3 separate regions of the Mus musculus genome follow, and regions 1 and 3 are each linked to region 2. A link is a contact called in public promoter capture Hi-C data. All regions are on one chromosome and are shown on one strand. Each heading gives the region's core, a stretch centred on a gene start, on an enhancer-like site or on the middle of the called end of the contact. The rest is flanking DNA. Distances are from core to core; before and after follow the strand shown.

Region 1 (4,075 bases), core at 344-2,843, 130 kb before region 2:
GTAAACGCCCCATGGAACCCCGGACTTTGAATGTACTCGTGGTCATTCACAGATGTCTGAGTTTCTCTTCCTTAGTGTACCAGCAATTCATAGCCTGGTAGAGGATGTTAAAGCCCAGAGTAGTCAGGGGAAAGTAAAAGCCGGAGTTAATACTGTTGGTAATTTTGTGACTGCCCTGCTGGAAATCCAGGTGGGAGTAGGGGAGAGTAATTAGGTAGGAAAAGAGATGGGCAGGGCTCAAAAATAAGTTATAAAGTAATTCTACTTTAAAGACTCTACATAGGGAAATGTCAGGGTGGGGAGGCGGGAGTGGGTGGGTAAGCACCCTCAGAGAAGTAGGGGAAGGGTGCATGGGATAGAGGGTTTGTGGAGGGGAAGGCAGGAAAGGCAATAACATTTATATGTAAATAAATAAAATAACCAATAAAAAAGGACTCTACATTAACACAATGTAAACACTCGAGAAGACAGAACAGACCAAGTTTCCTCATTCCAACAGAAGTACATCTAGAATCCCCAAGCATGGCATATGGTCACACAGCTGCAGCGTCTAGAGCCAGGCAGAGTGCTTTGAACCTTGTGTCCTGAGGATCAACACCCCAAGGGTGATACGTTCTCTGCTATTTCTTAGAGCCTCACCTATCCAAGGTTAGGTACAGAATGGACAGACTACCCTTACACACCAATGGGTGCAGACACAGGCCCGGGAGAATCCTGTTCTCTCTAGCCAAAGAACATGGGACGGGGCAGCCTAATGAGGCAATTAACATACAATACCCACTCCAAGCCAATCACATTCAAGCCACCGCACTCATGCCAAGAGAGGCGGCATGAGGAGCCTAGGGTTTCACCCTTGAGTCTGTGACCATGTCCCTTCCGTGGTGATGATGTTAAGCAGGGTACAAAGTTTTATTCCCACTGTCCCAAAGCTAAGAGTCATCCTACAGTGTAAACGGAGAGTGATGTGGAGTCCATACCTCAGCCTGCCTCGTAGTAACAATGCCGACGCACTTTTCCTTTGCTGTATCTTACTGGCATCATAACTAACAGACACAGTGAGGACTCAGGGTCTCCTCCTTGACACCCAGTATTAATTAGACCATCATGGCCTCCCTCACTGTGCCATCAGGAGAGGCTGTGCAGAGAGCTGGAATGGCCAGCCCCACCGAATGAAAATGAGGCACATGCCCTAGAGCCCAAGGGGACGTGGGGCTTTATCTCCCCCTAGTCCTACACCCCCAGTTGTTGCTGCCACACTGAAAATGGATACAGGCAAATAAAATCAAGTTTAAATCCATATAAAAACCAGGAAGGGATCCATCTGTCTGCCTCTGGAGTGCTGGCATGAAAGATCTAGACCATCATGCCTGGCCAATATTGTTTTCTCTAAGGGCACATTTTGATATTTTAGGTTCAAGAACTATGACATTAACCTGATTAATTTAAAACCAAACCTTTGGGAAACACTTGCAAACATTTCTTATGGTAGCTGATCTGTAGCTAGTGACTGGGCAAGCTCCAGTGTGTGCTAAGCAATGTGAACTCAACCCGTCATTCAGTCTGTGTCTGTCTTACATCATTCAGCTAACTGAGCACTGTTAAGTGCTCGAGAAAACCCTGCTCCCAAAGGACACAATATTTGTCTTGTTACTCAGAGAAGGCTTGGGTGCCAGCCCCTAAATGTTCAAATAAATTTTCATGAAAAAAAAAATCCGGTATTTTAAAATAGCTGAATCAACTTCACGAATAAACAAACCCACTTTGCTACAACAACGAAGCACACAGATTCCTGCAAACTGTAAAACAGGCAGGCAAACACATTCCTCGGGCATGAATGCGCCTCACAGAAATGTGAGCAGGGAGAAATGATAGCAGGGAGCTATCCTGGTCTCCCACCAGCCTCTGTGACCCTTGACTGGTATATTAAACGACGGGCAGGGCATGAGGCTTTAGAACCTACAAATTACGATTACACAATGCTAGAAACCCAGCTTCGGAGACTCCCTCCCATAGTCTGTGTGTGGTTCTTGCTTTTGCCTGGTGTGACTGAAGAGGTCGGTCGCACATCTCCTGCTGGAGGTATCCTACAAACCCGTATGACCCCCTGCAGAGTTTGCAACGAGAGCCTCACAACTTAAATGTAAATATCCACAAGGATAGAAGTTAAACTTTCCATTCCAGGGACTGTCTTCGCCGCTCACCATTTTCCACAGGGTTGTGGCTAACAGCAGAATTCTCTGAAACTTTGGAGTAGAAACCGTGCGAGCCACAGGCAGGTCAGAAACTATAATTTTTTCCCCCTTTAGTCATCTTTGGAAAAAACTCTACATCAACCAAGAAAACTCCTTTTTAAAAACAGAGACTTTCTCTTTGCATACAGAAGTATGACCATGGGACAGTAGATACCAACCTGTATACGAATTCAGACTGCTCACAGATACATCAGTCTAGGCATAAGACTAGTGTGAGCGGCACGCATGTACGTAGACACAGAGCATTCTGTTTGGAAAACGAGGCTTTCCCTGTGTGGCAGGTGCTGCCTGTGACGTAATGGGTGCAGGTGCCTGCTAACCGTGTGTAGATTAGTAGAGCCCTGGTGCTCAGACATAGCCCGGCGAAAGTCTACTGAAACCCCCACGTTCGTTTCAGAAGCACAGCAACTGGAGTGGGAATCCAGCAGCAAGACACGTTTGTTCAGGTAAAGACCCTGGGCAGCTTGAGTGCACCTCGGCAACAAGGCGCCGGTCCTACCTGCTGAGACCTCAGAATGGCAGCGTCGATCTCCTCCACTTTCTGCGTGATTGTGTCGCTCACCAGTCGGTAGCGTTCATTGTCCTCGGCAATCGTCTTCTCGAGCCCTTCCCTGGCCCTCCAGGGCACCAGTTCCAACAAGGCACTGCTCACTTCATTGAGAGAATCCACTAAGGCTTTGTTGCTCCTGACTTCGTTTTTCAGTTCCTTGAGAACATATAAACGCATGGGTAAACGCCGGGGCAGGGTCTCCCTCTGCTCTGTTCTCAGGGTGGGAGAGGGGGAGGGGGTGGGGGTTCTTTGCTGGTTGACAAGGCTGTGCTTGGCCTGGTTAGTTACATCTGAGCTAAACGAATGTCCATTATTAAAAGATGTTTTGAAAAAAAAAAATCAAAAGTGTTTCCAGAGAAGTTTAGGAGACAGTTCATTTGTCAACATGGCAGGAGTTTCTCTTTGAAATAGAAAATAAATATTTGCTCTTTGGAGAAACAAACTCAAACCAGCTAACATGTTAAGTCATCGGCTAACAGAAGTCAAGCAACAAGGCCTGTCACACGCCAACAGGAACACGGCCTGCGGTGAGGACATGCTGGTGTTGTGAGAGACTACAGCCTCCCCAACTCATGGGATCAGCGGCCGACACGTTGGGATGAATGCTCTGAGAGGCAGTGTGCTTTTTAGGTATTGCCAGGAAAGTCCCCACACTACCTATCTCTGACAGAAATGTTTTTCCAGCCAAATTACCTGCCTCTGATACAGTGGTCATCTTCCTTTTCCCCTTTCCCTTCTTTGTTATTCTACCTTGGGCAGGAAACTACATTCTAGTCACCTGTCTTAAAGGGAACAGTATGCCCTGTGTGAATGGTCACCTTACTGCTGGCTTCCACCAGACCCCGCCCCCCATGGCCACTGCATTTGGAATCCTCACAGATCACCCCCTTAGGTGACACATGTGTCTGAAGGGTCACCTTACAGCTGGTTTCCAGCAGGCCCCGCCCCCCCACCGGCCACTGTACTTGGAATCCTCACAGATACAACCCCTGTAGGTGACACACGTGTGGGAGATGCACAAGTGCCTACTTTCTGTCTCTCTTGCACTTGACTGGCAGCTTCTCCTTTCAGGCCCTGAGTCTCGTAGGACAGCAGCTCCACCTCCACCTTGTCCAGCCAGTTACACAGCTCCTTGTGCATGGACTGCAGCTGGCCGGCGAGCTGCAGAGCATGTTCTAGGGTCTTCGCTACATCGGCACTCAACTTGGTGATGTCTTTGTACCTGGCTTTAATGGCTTCCAACTTATCTTGAATGATTAAGACTTCATCACCT
Region 2 (4,053 bases), core at 567-3,066:
TGGCCTCTTGGACTATAGAACAGAAGTCAGAATGTGGAGGACTGTACTGTGTGCTACAGGGTCACTACATAGTCCTTTTTAAACAATACTTCTTATTTTTATTGGCAGGGTGATTGAACCTATTTGGGGACTACAGTGTATGATGTGTATAACTGGCAATAATCAAATGGGCATTTTAGGCAATCTATAGTATCAAATGTTTGTCTTCTTTCTTTCTTTCTTTCTTTCTTTCTTTTTTTTTTTTTTTTTTTTTGTATATGTTGGGAACATCAAAATCCTCTCTGCTATCTACACTGAGGTATTCAAGTGTTTTCTTATTTAACTTTTACCTATCACAGAGCTAAGTTTCTATAGACTATTACAAAAGAAAAAAATCAAGAGCCATGAGTGAAAGACATCAAGCTTAAGTGTCCTGCTGAGCCAGAGCTTTCCCAAGTTACACAATGGTAAAATGTAGGTGCTATTTAAACTGAGGGTAAGAAATATGGGTAACACGCAAGATAAAGTCACCGTGTTGACCTCTGAAAACCCTTTAACTTTGACACAGGCTAACATGCAGATGGCATTTTTGAGAAGCCGCTACACTGGAGTCTGGTGTGAGGGGGAGGAGGGGCAGTCACTTACTCCAGTGTCGCTTACCTGGCATCCATCATCCCTAGGTGCATCCTTGGAGACAGAGGACACACCAGAAGAGAGGGAATGGCACCTCCTTTTTGTGAGCTGAAGACGGTGTACTCCGAAAGGGTGACCTCTCTCATCACTGTCCTGTTCCAGGACACTGTGACAGCTTCTTGAGAGGTTTCCCATAAGTGCACTGTTTTTGAGGGACTTCTCTGTGACACAGAGAATGGGACTTGAGCTGGCTGCCGTTTGGGAAAGAGAAACATTGTCTTTTCTCAGGAATGTTCTGTGTTTTGAGTTGACATCATCTAAGTGTCTCTCCGTCTCTGGGCAATATGGAGGGCTATCTTCTTCTGAAATTATCTTGTCTGGGATGCTAACTTGGACTTCTGAGTATCTCCCCTGAGCAGAGGAAACTGTCACTCGGTGGGGGTAGCCGTCCACAGAGCTGGGCAGAGGTTTCTGGTCACCGTGCTCTGTGGCTGCCCTCTTCCCCAGCTGCACAGCATCTTCCTTAGTGGGGCTTGCGGCAGGGTCCTCCCACGGCAGTTCTCCGGAGGACACAGCTGGCTGTCCCCCAGCAGGCTGACTGACGCCCTTCTTGCCTTCTCTTTCACTGCTTTGCCGCACCGGCTCGGTGTCATCTACAACTTTTTGGCAAGGCTTTCTTCTGAAATACTTTCTTCCGGGAGAGTATTTTTCAGGACTCAAGGGACTTTTGGCAGGATCGAAATATGGCTCTTCTTTCTCAGCCCGCACACAGCCACAGACATTCCCCATTTGATTCACGGGCACTCACGGCTCCACGAACTCACTCATTTCAAAATCCGGGGCTTCCAGGGACCCGCTCCACCAAGTCCCGAGACGCCACTCTGACTTGTAATTCCTAGCAGGCTGTGTGACTATCCTCTTCAGCCCGAAGCCATGTTGCTTATGAGAAAACCACTTGCAAGAAATGCTGTGGCTTCCTGCCAGCCGGTCCTGTGTCTTATTAGGCACTGTGGCTCATTCCTGGCCACCAGTCCTCTCAGACAAACATGACTGCTCACAGTCAAATCAGACACCAGTGAACTTCCACGGCAAACCCCGAGGCTCACTACGGAGACCACGGCCCTCCAGTTAACACTGTGCCTTCTGAAATGCACACACACCCTATCGACAGCTGCATTAACCTCTGAAGCTAAGCAAACAGAAAGTAAACACAGTCCGGAGACTCGCTAGCAAAGTGTCCTTCAAGTTCAGTCTCAAAGTGCCTTTCACAGTCAAGCTCAGGGAGCCACCCCTGGAAACGCCACCTAATTTTAGGGCCCCCACACAAATAGATGAAAAGCTTGTGAGTCTCTAGTGTTAAGACTAACTCAGAAAAAAGTAGCATAGAGATAGGACTCAACAATTGGATGAAGGGAAGATAAATATTGAAAGCCGAAAATACCTTCAATTATGTCTAAAGCTAGTCTTTTAATACGGCTTTGAGACAGTGCTCAAATCATAAATCTCTGATTATCTGCTCACTAGGACAGGATTGTCACATGACCAAAGAACTACGTGAAGGGATTTAAAGGTGGAGCACTTAGCTAAAGGAAGTGTGCTCACTCTGACACATGCATTAGGGCAGTTAAACTTTATGCTCTGCGATTGCACTTGGGTTAAATATTAGACAGCTTTAGCAGGGTCAGGGTGGGAAATTAAGGAATCAGTATGGACTCAATACTCTGAGCTGTTTGTATTCCTAACCCTGAGTCACAGACACGGTGCAAAGGAAGTCAGCGTGACAGGGAAGATATTGTCACACAAGCCAAAGTCAGCTGGAAAGTCGGTACCTGCCTTTCCTGAGGTAGTCTTTCTCTGAGGAGGGGCTATCCAGTCAAGGGTCAGGTTGACACACTGATGTTACAGACATCTGTAACATATCTGTATTGTAAGGGTTTTCTTAATCATTTAGAAAGAAAATTAAACATTAGCCAGTGATGTTCTAGATGAAGGCTAGGGGGGAAAAATGTCTTGGGTTTGTTTGTTCTTAAGTTTTCAATATGTGCAATGACAACGGAACACGGTTTGAATGTGGAATGGCTTCTGTGTGTACTGCCAGGGTGGGGAAGCAGGCTGAGATTGGCACACCCTCCACCCTTCCCTCCGGCCCTGCCAAACTAAGCAACTGTCCATGGTTAGGTCACACGCCCTGTTCCCTTCCAGAAATGGCTCAGCCTTTGCATCTGCCTGGTAACTGGTACTTTTACAGCCTTCTTCTCCAATGCCCTGCCAGGCCTGGCACAGATGCTAAACTTTGCTTCAGACACTTCCAACTGTATCTCCACTGCCGATGGATATACCACCCTTGGTTACGCTAACTTTAAAGAATCCTTTAACAGACAGCACACTGTACCTCATCATGATCTCGAATACAGTGGTTTATGACGTGAGACCAACAGGAATATAATTCCTACCTTCTGAATGCCAGACTGAAAAACAGATCCAATTTGTGATGCTCAAAAGCAGTATTTTAAAAACCTACCACTTCTGTAAGAAGTGACAAACTTTGTCATATTCATACAATGAATACAGGAACTAAAGGCTGTAACACTCTGAGTGAGGGCGGTCACCACTCTTTCCCTGGGCACAGCCAAGAGTTTTAATCCACAATCAGCACAGCATCAAAAAAGGCTTTATTTCATTTACATTTTACCCAAACAACCATATTCAAGCTGTCAGTCCTCCTGTCCCTAATCCCTGATGTGGAAACACAAGCAGTTGCTGACTTAACACGTCATTCTTAAATGACCCTTTGCGTTAACGTTCCTCAAATGTAGAGTCTATATGCTCTACTTCTAATTCCCATTTACCGACATCCCCATCCGTTATTTCCTTCTTCCTGCAGTAAGTAGCTGGGGACCGTTCTCTCCGGTCTCTGGCAGCATTTCAGACTGCTGACCATCCCGTTATGCTCCCATTTTTCTTCCGAGGTTTCATCCATTCACTTTTCTGTTGCCTTACACATTTCTACTCTCTTTCCATAGCAAGACCTGCTCCTGCATCCCCCGTCCTCTTAAGGACCTTTCTCTCTGACAGAGAAGCAGCCACTTCTATGCTGTTACTTCCCTGACATCTCAGGGTTGCTCTGCAGCAGAATGGAACACAGGACGGCTCACGAACCCTTCTAACACATCCGGACGGTAGAACATCTTCCGCAAACCACCACCCCAGGTCTCACGCTGTGATTTCTTCAAGTTTAACCTGAGCTCTCTTCTCCATTTTCTATACTCTGTGGCCAAGTTTGTTTGTTTGTTTGTTTCTTTCTTTCTTTCTTCCTTTTTTCTTCAAAATAGCACCTCTTAGATAAAATTTTTATCCCCACCTGGCCTATATCCCTCCTGTCTGAAAGCATTTCTGTGTCTTGCCCCCCCCCCCACATACACACTATGACAGCCTCATTTC
Region 3 (4,070 bases), core at 742-3,241, 170 kb before region 2:
GAGGCATTATTCCCCAGACACAGTGGAAAGGTGGGACAAAACCCATGGCAAAGCAAACATCTGCCATTTAAGGTCTCACAGACACCACTTGCAGGACCTGTAACGTTTCTAGTTAACGGCTCCTTCAGGGGCTGACACACTTGAGAGGAATCTACGAGACGCTTCCCCACGAAGGCCTGTCTTCCCACAGTCGGCCTGGGCTGGAGGATTCCCGTTTCCCCGCCCCCTGCACAGTCGCCCCTACCCCAGATGACGTCAGACGCACTGACCTCTTCAAACCTGGCCTGGATGATCGTGATCCAGTGCTTAATGGTGGTAATGGAGTCAGGGTGGCAGACGGCCAGAAGAGCGTCCCCCATACCGGTGGCCTTACTTAGTTCTGCCCTTTTCTCTTCCAGTCTCTTCATGAACTCCTGCAGCGGGCGGAGCAGACACTTCCGTTAGCTGTCGGCCCTTGCTGTGACATTCACTTCATGTTGTGTTACAGAAATGAGGTAGGACTTCAGTCTGGTGTAGGGTCTAATGCTGGCCGGCTGCCAGCCCGCAGTGGTATAAGCTCGACTTCTAAGTACTGAGCTGATTCTAAGATTCACCATGAGCCTGACACTTTCCCTACTCTTACAGTCTCGCCTCACGGGTAGTAAACAGTGTACAAAGCACTTTGGTCCTCCAGGCCATGCCGGGCAAGCCTGCACCACTATCAACAGGGAGGCAACGTTTCCTTGCTATACTCAACCAATCTCTGAGGAAGGGCAGCAATGAAAGTCAGAAGCAGATGATGTAACACACGCTACAGCAGAATGAGGGACTTCCAGCGTGACCTTGAAGGGCAAGGTTATTTAAAAAAATGGTGTTTAAAAAAAAATCTTTCAAGTGAATCAGAAATGTGCGGACATCAATACTGCATTGGGGGGGGGGGGGCGGGGTAAGCACTGTGAATATCTGACGTTCCCAGTCAAAGGTTAAGAAACATCTGTTACATGTTTCAGTTTTGTGTGGTTTTGGCCAAGTTTCAAGCATTGCTAGAGAAAAGAGCTTAGCTTGCTTTGGTGACCTGAGGTCATGCCCCCCCCCCCATCCCCTTAGCCATTCAACACTATGAAACCAATGCTTTAAATTTATAATCTATATTATAGGGTAGCTCATTACAATAATTTTTTATAAGGTTCTTGATTAAAAATGAGAAGTGGGCCGGGAGAGACCACTCAGTGAATGGAATGGGGTGCCTTGGGTCTGAAGGCTTGAGTTTGAGTCCCAGGATCCACGCATCAGAAGGCATGGGCACACATCTGTGCGTTGCCTTCTGGACCCCCCCACCCCCCAAGCACATGGTGGTCCACGCCACACACAAGCTCGCCAAGTGAATAAGACAAGGCCCAGAGAGAAAGGGGCTGCAGAGTTATAGTTTAGGCTTTAAATGAGTTGCTTACTTTGCATGCAGATGTAAAAACTATTAAGACACAGTTCTAGTGGGATATCCTGTAAATGCCAAGCTGCTCCTTTTGGAAGTTTCATCCTTGAAGTACACATACGATTGCGACAGAAGGGGCTCACTCTGGTCAGAAACCGGATGATCCTCTACGAAGGTCATCGTGCGGCCCAGAGACACAAAGCAGAGAGCCTAGTTCTCCAATGACTACTTTTCTTTCATAAGGGAATCTTAAGGGCCAAGAAGCGGGAGTGGGTGGGTGGGGGAGTGGGTGGTGGGGCGTGTGGGGGGGACTTTTGGGATAGCATTGGAAATGCAAATGAAATAAATAACTAATTAAAAAAAAACTATAAAAAAAAAAAAAGTACAGCTGCCTATCCAGGTGTGTAAGCAGGGAGGAGGGAGACAGTCTCATACTCGCGACAATCAGTCACGGGCTTCTTCTCTCTCCCTTTTCAGTTTCCCGTTTTGTACTGGAAGTTACTCACTTTATGTTGCTCAATGAGAGTCCGGAGAGCATCCTCATCATCTGGGAGAGCACCATGGAAACGCAGGGTTTGCTCTGCTTCTGCCAGCCACTCCAAGAGGGTGTGGACCACAGAGTGGAATTCCTCTGCCTAACAGTTAGCACACACGCAGAAAACAGGATTTCACGGGATACCCGTTAATGACCGTTACAGAACCACACATGGCCCCTCCCAGTGAAAAAGTCTTAGTGTGAATTAATTATGCACATTACTCCTATTAAGAAGACAGGGGTATTTTTTTTTTCTTTTCAAAATATAAGGAGAGATGTAAGATACCAAGGAGCCCACAGGAAGCCTAGTTCATCGTTCTTGCAGCCTAGTGTTCAGTGTGAGGCAGCCAGTCGGACTCCCAAGTGACTTATTCAAGCAGTACTAAGCAGAGATTAGTAAATACCCCTGCTAAGTACTTGCTGCTAAGTACTTGGAATTCTCCAGAGAAGCATGAAGAAGGGTCCAGACAGTTATGAGACAGACGAGACCTCCTTGACAACTGTCTAAGATGAGGGTGAGGACTGGCCCCGCTAGTCCACCTGAGCTGTCCTTGCTGTGACTGCAGGGCTTCACCAGCTATACTGAGCTCTCAGTAATGTGGACTTTACCTGTTGCAGGGCTGACTCTAGCCGCGTCTGCTTTGATATGGAGAGTGCACACACGGTCTCCCAGCGGGTGCTTAGCTCCTGCATCTGGACCCTGACCCAGGAGGAGTCATCTCGGCTGCCTTCGATGAGTTCCCTGGCAGAGCGCTTCAGGGCCTGCACGCTGCTGGTCCTCTTCCCCAGCTCTTTCTGGAAGACCTGGAGAAACCATACTGACCTTCATCACAGGTTACTTTTCAGTACAGAACCTAAATAGCCAAGTGCGTTGTCATGAGAGATGGATGTATATAAGACACCACATACATACATCTGAGGACCACAGATCTGAATGACTATACTTTTGACTGAGTCTAGCTCATGGTTCCTCTTTAAGGACTTAACACTGTTTTGAATAGATTTTGTTTATATTCAGTAATATTTAATTTAGGATTAAAAAATGAAATATATAAGATTACAATATAAATATATAAGTATATTAGATTTAAATAATAGTGATCGGCCTTCTCAATTTCAATTACACACACCCCTGACACACACACATACCCTTGACAGATAGACAGACACACACCCCTGACAGACAGACACACACACAGACACACACACAGTACATTAAATTCCCTTTCTTTTGAGTCATGCAGTAGAGAATACCAGACCCTCACAGTCAGTGTGGCTGATTACCTACCATTCTGAGAGACAAGCTACAGAGCCAGGACTGAACAAGCCTGGTGCACGTTACTGGGTCCGGAAAGACCAACGAATCTAAGAGAGTCATGTGGTCCTTTTCTCTATAATAAGCCATTCCCCGAAGCACCTTAAGAACCAACCCGTGACTTCACAGTTTAGAGTCATCTCATTGGAAACCTTTTGGGACCTCTGACCTTGTCTTCTCAATTTAGGCAGATTTAAGAGTAATGTGCCATTTAAGAGAATGGCTTCCTCAGGCCACTCTTACAAGTGGCATTGAGCCGAGGGCTCTTCATCATCAATCTAAGTGTCTGTGTATAAGACTAGATATTCAGACAACGAGTGTTCTGTCTACAATAGAATTACTCAAGCTTATACACAAATCATCCCACAAAGGGAGTTTATCCAGAACAATCCAGCCAGAGTGTGGCGAACAGGTGACAGGTTTCAGACTGACTGTGTTTCAATGGTAGGTGACTACAGACAGACAACATACGTACTATCAATACACACAGAATGGAAGATATCTACATAGTCACCCGTGACAGGACTAGTCAACAGTTCCAGAGGACTTTCCAAAGTTCTTTGTATAGTTAAACTTTTGGAGTCTTGCAACTACATTACTAATCCTTAATGAATAATTCATATTTGATGATGTTTTCTGTGTCAAACATCTGGAAAGCGCATTGGGTTGTAAATGTCTATAAAGTACATACCTATGCAGTCAACTTATTCGGAGATGTCTGAATTCACCACAAGAACATCAATAGAAGCAAAGCATTGTGGGCCTGACCAATGTTCTTTAATTTCCTTATTTGAATAAGGATCTCATGG

Evidence for each region. Capture Hi-C pulls out chosen DNA fragments and counts their contacts.
Region 1: a promoter capture Hi-C map of adipose tissue shows a contact between it and region 2. The contact joins two enhancer-like sites. A contact is called at or near these places in 3 of 9 other capture datasets (adipose tissue, liver and pancreatic islet).
Region 3: a promoter capture Hi-C map of adipose tissue shows a contact between it and region 2. The contact joins two enhancer-like sites. A contact is called at or near these places in 2 of 115 datasets of contacts at active chromatin or transcription factors (embryonic stem cells and microglia) and 3 of 9 other capture datasets (adipose tissue, liver and pancreatic islet).

The regions. Positions count from the first base shown.
Region 1 is chr1:34,251,694-34,255,768 of GRCm38.p6, reverse strand. Dst (dystonin) reads right to left here. Exons shown (of 103, transcript NM_001276764.1): 67 at 3,832-4,073; 68 at 2,752-2,958. Among named protein-coding and RNA genes, the nearest start is that of Gm26788, 76 kb to the right of the region's middle. Within about 2 kb of position 1,593, at least 33 of the 459 cell types and tissues checked have an H3K27ac peak or open chromatin away from gene starts, as enhancers often do. A contact at or near this core is called in adipose tissue, where this site is marked.
Region 2 is chr1:34,118,979-34,123,031 of GRCm38.p6, reverse strand. All of the region lies in intron 8 of Dst (dystonin), which reads right to left. Gm51742 (a long non-coding RNA gene) reads left to right here. Exons shown (of 3, transcript XR_003948640.1): 3 at 1-393. Among named protein-coding and RNA genes, the nearest start is that of Mir6896, 3.6 kb to the right of the region's middle. Within about 2 kb of position 1,816, at least 141 of the 459 cell types and tissues checked have an H3K27ac peak or open chromatin away from gene starts, as enhancers often do. A contact at or near this core is called in adipose tissue, where this site is marked.
Region 3 is chr1:34,285,867-34,289,936 of GRCm38.p6, reverse strand. Dst (dystonin) reads right to left here. Exons shown (of 103, transcript NM_001276764.1): 88 at 2,556-2,750; 89 at 1,918-2,046; 90 at 270-413. Among named protein-coding and RNA genes, the nearest start is that of Gm26788, 110 kb to the right of the region's middle. Within about 2 kb of position 1,991, at least 9 of the 459 cell types and tissues checked have an H3K27ac peak or open chromatin away from gene starts, as enhancers often do. A contact at or near this core is called in adipose tissue, where this site is marked.